Regions from separate parts of the Mus musculus genome. Here regions 1 and 3 are each linked to region 2. A link is a contact called in public promoter capture Hi-C data. All regions are on one chromosome and are shown on one strand. Each heading gives the region's core, a stretch centred on a gene start, on an enhancer-like site or on the middle of the called end of the contact. The rest is flanking DNA. Distances are from core to core; before and after follow the strand shown. Region 1 holds the start of Renbp (renin binding protein). Region 2 holds the start of Ubl4a (ubiquitin-like 4A). Region 3 overlaps Mecp2 (methyl CpG binding protein 2).

Region 1 (3,634 bases), core at 156-2,655, 440 kb after region 2:
CAGTAGCCATAACCTGGAAAGTAGCAGTCATTGCGAAATGAGTCAACACACAGCTGGGAAGGGGCAGGTAGCACAAGAACATAACCATATCTAGAAACTGAATTCTTTTTACTGACCAACTCCCAAAGCAGCATTGATGAGTCAGGAAGTCTAGTTACTTTACACTCCTGGGTTGCAGTCCATCATTAAGAACATGTTCAAGGAACTGGAGTGATGACTCAGCAGTTAAGTGCACTGTCTGTTCTTCCAGAGGCCCCAGGTTCCATTTCCAGAACCCACGTGGAGACTCACAACCAGCTGTAAGTCCAGGTCCAGAGGATCCAATACCCTCTTTTGGCCTCTAAGGATACTGCATGCATGTGGTGCACAGACATACATAGAGGCAAAAGCAAAAGCAAACAAAAAATAAACCACCACCACCAACAACAACAACAAAACACTGAAACATAAAATAAAATGACAAAAGAAAATGCAGGCAGTGGTGGCTCACGCCTTTAATCCCAGCACTTGGGAGGCAGAGGCAGGCAGATTTCTGAGTTCGAGGCCAGCCTGGTCCCCAGAGTGAGTTCCAGGACAGCCAGGGCTACACAGAGAAACCCTGTCTCGAAAAAACAAACAAACAAATAAAAAAAGACAAAAGAAGGGCTGGTGAGATGGCTCAGTGGGTAAGAGCACCAGACTGCTCTTCTGAAGGTCCGAAGTTCAAATCCCAGCAACCACATGGTGGCTCACAACCATCCGTAATGAGATCTGACGCCCTCTTCTGGAGTGTCTGAAGACAGCTACAGTGTACTTACATATAATAAATAATAAATAAATCTTAAAAAATGTTTTAAAAAAAAGACAAAAGAAAATCAGAACAAGTACCTCTGGCATTCTGGTTGAAATTCTCACTCCACAGAATTCTGCTGAGCAATGAGGGTGCCCAGTGGGTAGCAAGAATGGGGAACAGATTAACCAGCCTGTCACAGAGCCAACCTATACTGTGTACCTAGGAGGAAGGGCCAGAGAGCTGGAGGATGCCCACTCTACTCTGCATGGTTATCACCTGTTTTTCCAGAATCATCCTTGGGGGTGAAGTATCCAGCAACTGGCAACCAGGGCTAATGGTTGTAAATTACTGGACTCAGACAGCTGAAGCTAAAGGAAAGGGCTTGCCGACAATATGGGGTCACAGGGTCTCAGGATTCAGTCATTCCAGGGGCACCCTAACTTCACAATCTGTTGAGATCACCAGCCTCAGCTGCCAGGCCCAGATTCAGTCTCCTACCTACTCCCTCCTCATAAGGCCAGACTTCCTCACCCAGTTCCCACCAGGGGGATCTAGAGCTTGACTGCTCAGTCCAGGCCTAGAAGAGCAGAAGGCGGGGTTTGAAACCCCGCCCTTCGTCCCGCCCCCAACTCGGGGCCCTTCGGAACTCTGAAGAGGATCAGGTGGGTGGGACACTGCTCGGTCAGCTGAGTGATAGTCACGGGATCGCGACCAAGTCTGAATTCCTGGAGGAAAGCAGATGATGGACCTAGGACTCCTAATGTTACAGGTATGTGGTAGTGGATGGTTCCAACTAATGGTGGGGTCAGAAGCCCATTGAAGAGGTGGGAGTACTGTATCCTTGGCTCGAGGCCCTGTGGTGGTGGGGTGGAATCAAGTAGCTCTGGGGCCTACTCGAGTTGGTTCAGGAAGTCCCTGTGAAGGAAGAGCTGTGCTTCCCTGCTCTGCCCTGATTCACTTCACAGGACATGGAGAAGGAACGGGAGACACTGCAGGTCTGGAAGAAGCGTGTGGAACAAGAGCTTGATCGTGTGATCGCTTTCTGGATGGAGCATTCCCATGACCAGGAACACGGGTTAGCTATCCTGCCATGATCCTCCTAGGGCCCCCCTCCCCCTATCTCACTTGGAGGTGACACACAGATCTACTGACCTGAGGAGAGTAGTGAAGCTATGGAGAACGGCTCTTTCCTTCACTTTCTGACAACACTTGTCTCACAGGGGCTTCTTCACATGTCTTGGCCGTGATGGGAAGGTATATGATCACCTCAAATATGTTTGGCTGCAGGGGAGGCAGGTCAGTTTGCACACTTAAGGTGTTCACACAACAATAGGGTATACCCAGGGATACTTAGGATTCCCTCCACCCCAGCTACTCCTCTCTAAACTGTGTTCCCTCACAGGTATGGATGTATTGTCGCTTATACCGCAGTTTTGAGCGCTTCCGCCGTGTTGAGCTTCTGGATGCAGCAAGAGCAGGTCCCCTCTCCTAGCCCTATCTCCCCAGGGGCTTCAGTGGGTTATGTATTCAATGTATCTAAAGGGCTCTAGAAGAGGAAAGGGACTGGCAGGTTCCAAGAGGCAGTATATTCAGAGTCCTTACCTACCATGCATACTTTCCAACCACCAGGTGGTGAATTTTTGCTGCGTTATGCCCGGGTGGCACCACCTGGCAAGAAATGTGCTTTTGTGCTGACTCGGGATGGCCGGCCAGTGAAGGTGCAGCGGACCATTTTCAGCGAGTGCTTCTACACCATGGCCATGAATGAACTGTGGAAAGTAACGGGGGAAGTGCGTTATCAGGTATGTAGGAGCCTGTAGGGGATCACAGGCTGTTGGACATGAGTGTACTCTAATGACAGGCCTGGGAACCTGCCACAAGACCCATTTACTCGTTTCCTACCATTTTGTGACCACATGTTTCCTCAGCGCTCTCTAACCCTAACCCTAAAGGGACCCTGGGCAAACAGTGCCCTGTGTCCAGGTAGAAAAGGTTTTCGCTTTCTTCACTGGGCCCTTCTGCCTGAGAGTGACCTGAATCCCAGAGTCCCCGAAAATAGTATTGGGAGAAGAAGCTGAGCCCTGAGTCCTTGGGGGAAGAAGTATGTGCTGGGACAGGGCAGCCTCTCTGGTCTCCTCACAGAGTGAAGCCATAGAGATGATGGATCAGATCATCCACTGGGTACGGGAGGACCCGGCTGGGTTGGGCCGGCCTCAGCTCTCAGGGGCACTGGCCACAGAGCCCATGGCAGTGCCCATGATGCTGCTCAGCCTGGTGGAGCAGCTTGGAGAAGAAGATGAGGAGCTGACCAACATGTATGCAGAACTAGGGGACTGGTGTGTCCACAGGATTCTTCAGCATGTCCAGGTAGGCACAACCCAGGGTCCTCAGGAAGGTGGAGCCCAGCTTGCTGAGGGCGGAAATGGGTGTGTCCTAAGACAGAAGAGGCCAGAGCAACAGACACATTCTGAGCTATGGAAAGGAGGTCTTGATCTATGTTCTTCCCTTTGATGCCTCTGTGGCATCAAACTCAGTCTTGCCTGTCTCCTCATTCAGGGTTTTACCCTCTTCACTTGAGAGACCCAGACCTAAGCAAGAAGGATCAGAACCTACTGGGTTCATGGGAGACAATCAGCCATTCCAAAAATGTTCTGGAGCAGGGCGTGGTACACATATCTGTAATTCCAGAACTCTGGAGGTGGAAACAGGAGAATTTAGAGTTCAAGGTCAGCCTTGCTTGTATAGTTTGAGACCAGCCTGGGCTACCAAGACTATGTCAAAACATACAACCAAAAATGCCCCTTTAGACCTATTGAGTAGGTATATGGCTGGTACCAAGGGCAGAGGAAGGGATTTTCGAAG
Region 2 (3,756 bases), core at 1,172-3,671:
TTCCCATGGACCCTTCTCAGGACATTCCAACAGCACAAGCAAGGGTGTCTCCCTAAGACACAAGAGGCCTGAAAAAACTATCCTTTGTGAAGTGCCATGGTGGTCAAGAAAAGCAGAGGTAGCTCCCAGCAGTTGCCTGGCCTGGGAGGACAGGGTGGTTGTACAGGTTTTGTAGGCATGCTTGGAACTGCCCTGCTGTTCATCAGCCTACCATGGGGAGCTCAAGTGATGGCCAGTGCCAACATCAGCACTGCTCTGGGCCACACAAGTGGTCACTATTTGAGTATTGGGGATGGCTCAGTGACAGAATTTGATTTCCCTGAGAAGAGTGAGGGTATCATTGTGATCTCTAGCCAATACACTGGACAGACCAATGGGACAGGCCCCAGCCCCATACTTAAGGTTATATCCCTGGACACAGAGGTGCTGACCATTAAGAATGTGAGTGCCATAACCTGGAGCAGTGGAGGTGGCTTTGTGGTAGGCATCCACTCAGGTCTAGCTGGGCTGGCCCCACTCCACCTCCAGCTCATGGATTTCTATGAGGCCCCACCCCTGCTGATCGAAGAACGGAGAGATTTCTGCATCAGGGTGTCACCTGCTGAAGACCTCCCTTCTGCTCTCAACACCAACTTGGGCCACTTCTCAGAGAACCCAATACTCTACTTGCTTCTGCCTCTTATCTTTGTCAACAAGTGTTCATTTGGTTGCAAAGTGGAACTTGAAGTTTTGAAGGAGCTCCTACAGAGCCCCCAACCCATGCTGTTGGGCCTCTTGGGCCAGTTTCTGGTCATGCCTTTCTATGCTTTCCTGATGGCCAAAGTCTTCATGCTACCCAAGGCCTTAGCTCTGGGCCTCATCATTACCTGCTCATCACCTGGTGGTGGAGGGAGCTACCTCTTCAGTCTCCTCCTTGGAGGAGATGTCACCCTGGCCATCTCCATGACTTTCATCTCAACAGTAGCTGCCACTGGTTTCCTACCACTCTCATCAGCCATCTACAGCTACCTTCTCAGCATCCATGAAACACTCCACGTGCCCATCTCCAAGATATTGGGGACCCTGCTGTTTATCGCCATCCCCATAGCAGCGGGTGTGGTGATCAAATCTAAGCTCCCCAAGTTCTCTGAACTACTGTTACAGGTCATCAAGCCCTTCAGCTTTATACTTCTCCTGGGTGGCCTGTTCCTGGCCTACCACATGGGGGTCTTCATCCTAGTGGGAGTCAGGTTACCCATTGTACTGGTGGGTTTCACAGTGCCTCTTGTTGGCCTCTTGGTGGGCTACAGCCTGGCCATCTGCCTGAAGCTGCCAGTGGCTCAGCGACGAACAGTCAGCATTGAGGTAGGGGTGCAAAACAGCCTGCTAGCCTTAGCCATGCTACAGCTGTCTCTGCGCCGCCTTCAAGCAGACTATGCCTCTCAGGCCCCTTTCATTGTGGCACTGAGTGGTACCTCCGAGATGTTGGCTTTGGTTATTGGCCAGTTCATCTATAGCATCTTGTTTCCTGTTCCCTGAGCCCTCTGGATCAAGTTTTATAACTTCCAGCCCCCATACTCCTCTCTTCCCACAGTTCTTGTGTACCGTACCAAAGGCCTTTAGTTCTCATGCACTATGCACTCAAGACAAATCCAGGCTTATTTTTTTACTCCTTTTCGCCCCAGCTTTCAGTGCCAAAGAGGCCATGCTGAGTTAGATAGTTGGGTATTGCCCAGAAATATATTTCAATAAAAAAAAACCAAAAAAACAAAAGCAAGCTCGGGTCCCTTCCAGTCTGTCCCTTGGAGCCTGTGGATTGGGGTAAGAAGAGTGTGTCTGGGCGGATATGGGCCAGAACAGTGAACCAGCTTGGTGACCCTGCACAGAACCCACTTTCTCCTCCTCACTCTGTTTTGCACATGGTAGACATGTACCTTTGAGCTGTATCCTCAGATCTACAAAGGCTTTGCTCTAACAGCCCTACCTAACAGGGCAGACCTCTGCACTATAAGGAGTGAAGAGAGCACTACTTCCGAGCTTCAGTCAGGATATTTTTGCAGCCAGACTAGAAAGGAAGTAGAAAGCCATTAAGCTATGACAGGCAGGACTGGACCATTTCTGTATCTGAGAGACACCACCACGTGTTTGCATTGACTTGGTCCACCAGCAGGGTGGGAATTAGCACAGGCCGGGCCTGGAGTGAGGCTGACATTCTGGTCCTTCCTTTCAAGCCACAGCTCCCAGACTAAGCAAGCCTGGCCCCACAGGTACCTCACTTGGATCCCAGTGGGCGGGGCATCCCCACGTCCCCGCGCCATTAAGCCCAGGTGGTGGACTCTACCCAAGGCACGGCCGGGGCAGAAGCGAAGGCCGGGAGGCGGGACTGAAGAATGCGCAGGCGGGAGCCACGAGGCGGGCGCGCCCCTTTCACGGCTTCCGGCGGCGGCGGGCGGTTCCGGGGCGGCGGCGCGCGGCAGGGGACCGTTGGTGTTTGCGTTGGCCGTAGTGGACTGGGCCGTGGACACCATGCAGCTGACCGTGAAGGCGCTCCAGGGCCGGGAATGTAGCCTACAGGTAAAGTCACCCCGCAGGCTGCTGCACTCACTCCTGCCGCTGGGGGCCGAGGGCGGGTGGGGGAGGCCGGGAGAGCTGACCTCAGGAGGGGGTGCGAGGGCTTCACCGCCCAGGGAATTCGGGCTGAGCCCTTGCCTCTCCACCTCGGCCGGATCAGGTGGCGGAGGACGAGCTAGTGTCTACACTGAAGCACCTGGTCTCGGATAAGCTGAATGTCCCTGTGCGCCAGCAACGTCTGCTGTTCAAGGGCAAGGCCCTAGCAGGTAATCAGGGAAAGGAGCCATCCAGGGAGCTTTACAGAAAGCTGGGGGACGGGATGTACAGGCCAGTGTAGTGGATCGGGGCACTGGCTGCCACTGGACCTCAGAAAAGTAGCTGAGCCATCACCACCCCACCACCCCATAGCCAGATGCTGCAGTGCTTCACTCTGGCTGTCTGTGGCAGGATTGCTTCCCAGCCACCTCCACATCAGTGAGGAAGGAACCACACCAATCTCTCTTTGGCAGATGAAAAACGACTGTCAGATTACAACATTGGGCCCAATTCTAAGCTCAACCTAGTTGTTAAGCCTTTGGAGAAGGTGCTACTGGAAGAAGGGTCTGCCCACAGACTGGTCGACTCCCCAGCCACCCCCATCTGGCAGCTGATCTCCAAAGTCCTGGCCCGTCACTTCAGTGTAGCAGATGCCAGCAGGGTCCTGGAACAACTACAGAGGGTGAGAAGAGTAATGCTGGCCCTCCATTCTTAATGTTTCTACCCGTCCCCTACCTAATGCAGCATACGCCTTCCCCACTGGCCTCTCTGAATACACTCGGTCTTCTCTCCTCAGGATTATGACAGGTCCTTGAGCCGCCTAACACTGGATGACATCGAACGTTTGGCCAGCCGCTTTCTACACCCTGAAGTGACTGAGGCTATGGAAAAAGGGTTCTGCAAATAGCATTCTGGGATTGTGGGGAGAAATCCCAGGTCAGGCCACAGCTGCATGTTGCATTAAATGTGTTCTCATGTCGCAGTTTGGCTCATAGTGATAATAATAGCTGGTATGTATCCAGCTCTTGCTAGGTGCTAGGTACTCAAAGTACATGGCCTGAGTTCTCTTCTGCCTCCCACAGCAAAGTTGAGGCTGCACTGTAGAGACACCTAGCAATGGCTTGGGACAGACAGGGTCCAAGTCTAGCCAGCCTATAGAAGTGCCTCTGT
Region 3 (3,268 bases), core at 726-3,225, 320 kb after region 2:
TAGGTAGTCATAGAGAACACTGAAAGAAATTACCAAGGACTTGTTTGACTCTATGGTAGAAAGAGGCTAACATGAAGTATGCATTTTGTCAGATTTTACCAATATTTTTATTAGCATATATTAATTTTACAAAATAATGAGTTTTCTTTATGATATTTTCACATAGGTGTATGTTGTATGCCTGTTATCTCTCTCCCCCACTACCTTCTGGTTTTTTTTTCCCCTCCTCCTTGTGCCCTTCCTTGGCCCAAAAATAGTACCTGATAAAGCTTTGGTTTGGGGTTGTTTTTGTTTTGTACTCTTCTGCCTCTTCTCAACTCACTGCCTGCCCTACGACCCACCAGGCTTCTTCAGAACAAACTGGGTAAATAAGACCACACAACCAGATGACATGTGCTCTGCTTTCAGTCCGCCAGGCTGGACACTCTTCTGCCTATCCCTACAGTACCAATATTTAGGGAGCTGCCAAGCTGTGCCATACTGTCCTTCTCTTTTTCCCATCTTTCCCTTGAGCCCTTCTACCACTGTCCTGAACCAAACACCCTCTTGAGGGTTCCTGTGACCTTGTAAGCTTTCCTATAGATACCTGGCTTTCACACAATCTCTGTAGTCAGATTGATCTCTCCCCTGCTTTAAACCCAAGGCCCCTCTAGTGTGAATCTTGCTTTTCTTTCTAGACTCTTCCCTATTCAGGTTAGAGTCCCTTTTCTCTGTACACCCACACCTCATGCCAAATTTGCCCCTCTTCCAACAGCAGCTGGTTGATTGTTTCCTATCCTGTGTACTTTAGAAACAGAACATTTTTACACCCATAGCTTCTATCTCTTTGTCTCAGCCCCTCTCATCCTGAAGGTGACTATATTGAACATGTTGACAACCTTCCTAGTGTCAGACTTTCCATCTCCTTGACCACCTCCATTCCAGTGACCTCAGGCACACATCCTCATACTCAAGGACTGGACTTTGTCATAACTAAAACCTGTTCCACCCATAGAGCCTAATGCAGACCTCATGATGACAAGGATTTCCTGTCTGTCCGGCTTGTGGTGTCTACTGCTCTTCCATGTCCCTGGGACTTCATTTGTATTCTCTCCTCTCATGAATCACACTTATCACCATAAAAATGTGTTTTAGAATTTCCTGCTTAGCTATGCAAACCTTCTTTAGCCTCTGTCTAATCTCTACTCTGTCCCCTTTTAATCAAACTCTCCCAGCATTCTCTGTTCATGGACCCTTCCCTCACCTCCTATAATTGGGTCCCTCACCTCCTGTAATCAACTTTATAAAGACATATAAACACTCCTGTGTTCCATGAATTGGCCTTATCAGTCTCCAGTGGACCTTCACATTGTTATGGCCAGTAACAAGTCGTCTTTTTTTGACATTATGTTCAGTTCTTTAGAAAACTGTTATCTTGTACCTCTTCTGTGACTCCACAGTCTCCAGGTAACATTTTGTGTTTGGAGAACTTCTCGCTCTACCTTAGGAGTTTGAGTGGAGGCCAAATAACTTCTATAATCACTGAAAATACCAGTTGCTTGTTTACGTAGCTTCTCTTCAATTAACATAGCAGCTGGTGAACCACATCCCTAGAGTTAGCTCTGGCTCACTGCCTGATTTGATTTGGTTTATTTGTGACAGTCTTGCTACATAGCCCAGATTGGCCTCTAACCTCTGATCTTGCTGCCTCAATCTCCAGAGTGCTGGAATTATAGTTATGTGTCACCATACCTGGCCTGCCACTGCTTGTTTTTTGCATATAAAATTCTACTAGAACTCAGCTCATCCATTTCTTTATGCATTGTTTTTGTCTATGTCTCTGCTACAGCTCATAAGTTGAATGATTATAATAAAGACTGTGTAGCTATCAAAATGGAAAAAAAAAAAAGAACTCCTGTGCAAGGATGTGGATCAGGCTCTGCCATCGTTCCCTCACCTGATAAGAGGAGTGGGCAGGCTGCCAGAAAGATGAGCTCCAAAGCCAAAGTTCTGCCCAGTGTTTCCTGCAAGCAGAGTTGCAGAGGCAAGGACAGCTGCCCCAGATCAGATTGGCAAAAGGACTTAGAGTGTGTCTACTTACTGAGTGATTTTAGGGTTAGGGTTAAAGAGACTCTTGTCTTTAAAATACCAAGAAGAGGGTTGGGGAGATGGCTTAGCAGTTAAGAGAGCTTGCTGCTCTTGCAGAGGACAAGACTTCAATTTATAGCACTCACATTAGGCAGATTTTGTCTCCTGTAACCCCAGCTCCAGAGAATCCAGTTCCAGCCACACATGCACAAACCCAAACATGGGCATATGTATAAATACATTTGTTATTATTTATTATCTTTAATCTTTTTTTTTACAGTCCAGTTTTTATCCCCCTCCCGATCCTCCTTCCTACAGTTCCTCATCCCATTCCTCCTCCCCCGTCTCCAAGAGGATGTCCCTACCCCATCAGGCCTCCCCACTCCCTGGGGCCTCAAGTCTTGAGGGTTAGGTGCATCTTCTCTCACTGAGGCCAGACCAGGAGTCCTCTGCTGTATATGTGTTGGGGTCCTCATATCAGCTGCTGTATGCTGCCTGGTCAGTGGCTCAGTGTCTTGAGAGATCTCTGGAGTCCAGGTTAGTTGAGACTGCTGGTCTTCCTATGGGGCTACCCTCCTCCTGAACTTCTTCCAGCCTCTCCCTTACAGGAGACCCTGACTTCAGTTCATTGGTTGGGTGTAAGAATCTGCATCTGAGCTGGGTGTGGTGGCTCATGCCTTTAATCCCAGCACTCAGGAGGCAGAGGCAGGCGGATTTCTGAGTTCGAGGCCAGCCTGGTCTACAGAGTGAGTTCCAGGACAGCCAGGGCTACACAGAGAGACCCTATCTCGAAAAAAAAATATCTGCATCTGTCTCAGTCTGATGCTTTTTGGGCCTCTTAGAGGGCAGCCATGCTAGGCTCCTGTCTGTAAGCACACCATAGTATCAGTAATAGTGTCAGGCCTTGGAGCTTCCCCTAGAGATGGATCCAAATTTGGGCGGGTCACTGGACCTCCTTTTCCTCAGTCTCTGAACTACAAGAAGAGGAGGAGAAACCTGTTAGAACACAGAATCAAAGGCCCAAAGGAAAGTGAGGAAACAGAAGTTGCTTATAATATAGGCTTCTCAAAAGCTAGAAGAGAATATCAGGTGCCCTGCTCTGTCACTTTCTTCTGCCTTTCTCCCTTGAAACATGGTTTATCAATGAGCTTCCTGAATCTGAATCTCAAAAGAAGGAATGAATGAGTGAGTGAATGAATGA

The links. Promoter capture Hi-C pulls out the DNA fragments that hold promoters and counts their contacts. Capture Hi-C pulls out chosen DNA fragments and counts their contacts.
Region 1: a contact with region 2 is called in a promoter capture Hi-C map of adipose tissue. The contact joins the promoter of Renbp here to the promoter of Ubl4a in region 2. A contact is called at or near these places in 2 of 39 promoter capture datasets (liver and pre-B cells), 1 of 484 Hi-C or Micro-C datasets (natural killer cells), 4 of 115 datasets of contacts at active chromatin or transcription factors (embryonic forebrain, embryonic stem cells, memory CD8 T cells and 1 more) and 3 of 9 other capture datasets (adipose tissue, liver and macrophages).
Region 3: a promoter capture Hi-C map of liver shows a contact between it and region 2, with 2.7 times the contacts expected there. The contact joins the enhancer-like site here to the promoter of Ubl4a in region 2. A contact is called at or near these places in 3 of 39 promoter capture datasets (liver and pre-B cells), 1 of 115 datasets of contacts at active chromatin or transcription factors (bone marrow-derived macrophages) and 1 of 9 other capture datasets (adipose tissue).

Annotation. Positions count from the first base shown.
Region 1 is chrX:73,928,621-73,932,254 of GRCm38.p6, reverse strand. Renbp (renin binding protein) reads left to right here and starts at 1,405. Exons shown (of 11, transcript NM_023132.3): 1 at 1,405-1,541; 2 at 1,738-1,847; 3 at 1,993-2,068; 4 at 2,175-2,250; 5 at 2,402-2,574; 6 at 2,915-3,139. The coding sequence starts at 1,512.
Region 2 is chrX:74,367,213-74,370,968 of GRCm38.p6, reverse strand. Ubl4a (ubiquitin-like 4A) reads left to right here and starts at 2,421. Exons shown (of 4, transcript NM_145405.2): 1 at 2,421-2,553; 2 at 2,711-2,816; 3 at 3,060-3,268; 4 at 3,383-3,756. The coding sequence starts at 2,506. The coding sequence ends at 3,493. Gm44504 (predicted readthrough transcript (NMD candidate), 44504) reads left to right here. Exons shown (of 6, transcript NR_103489.1): 3 at 1-118; 4 at 2,211-2,553; 5 at 2,711-2,816; 6 at 3,383-3,522. It overlaps Slc10a3 (solute carrier family 10 (sodium/bile acid cotransporter family), member 3), which reads left to right. Exons shown (of 3, transcript NM_145406.2): 3 at 1-1,752. The coding sequence starts at 97. The coding sequence ends at 1,518.
Region 3 is chrX:74,043,983-74,047,250 of GRCm38.p6, reverse strand. All of the region lies in intron 2 of Mecp2 (methyl CpG binding protein 2), which reads left to right. Among named protein-coding and RNA genes, the nearest start is that of Mir718, 22 kb to the right of the region's middle. Within about 2 kb of position 1,975, at least 12 of the 459 cell types and tissues checked have an H3K27ac peak or open chromatin away from gene starts, as enhancers often do. A contact at or near this core is called in liver, where this site is marked.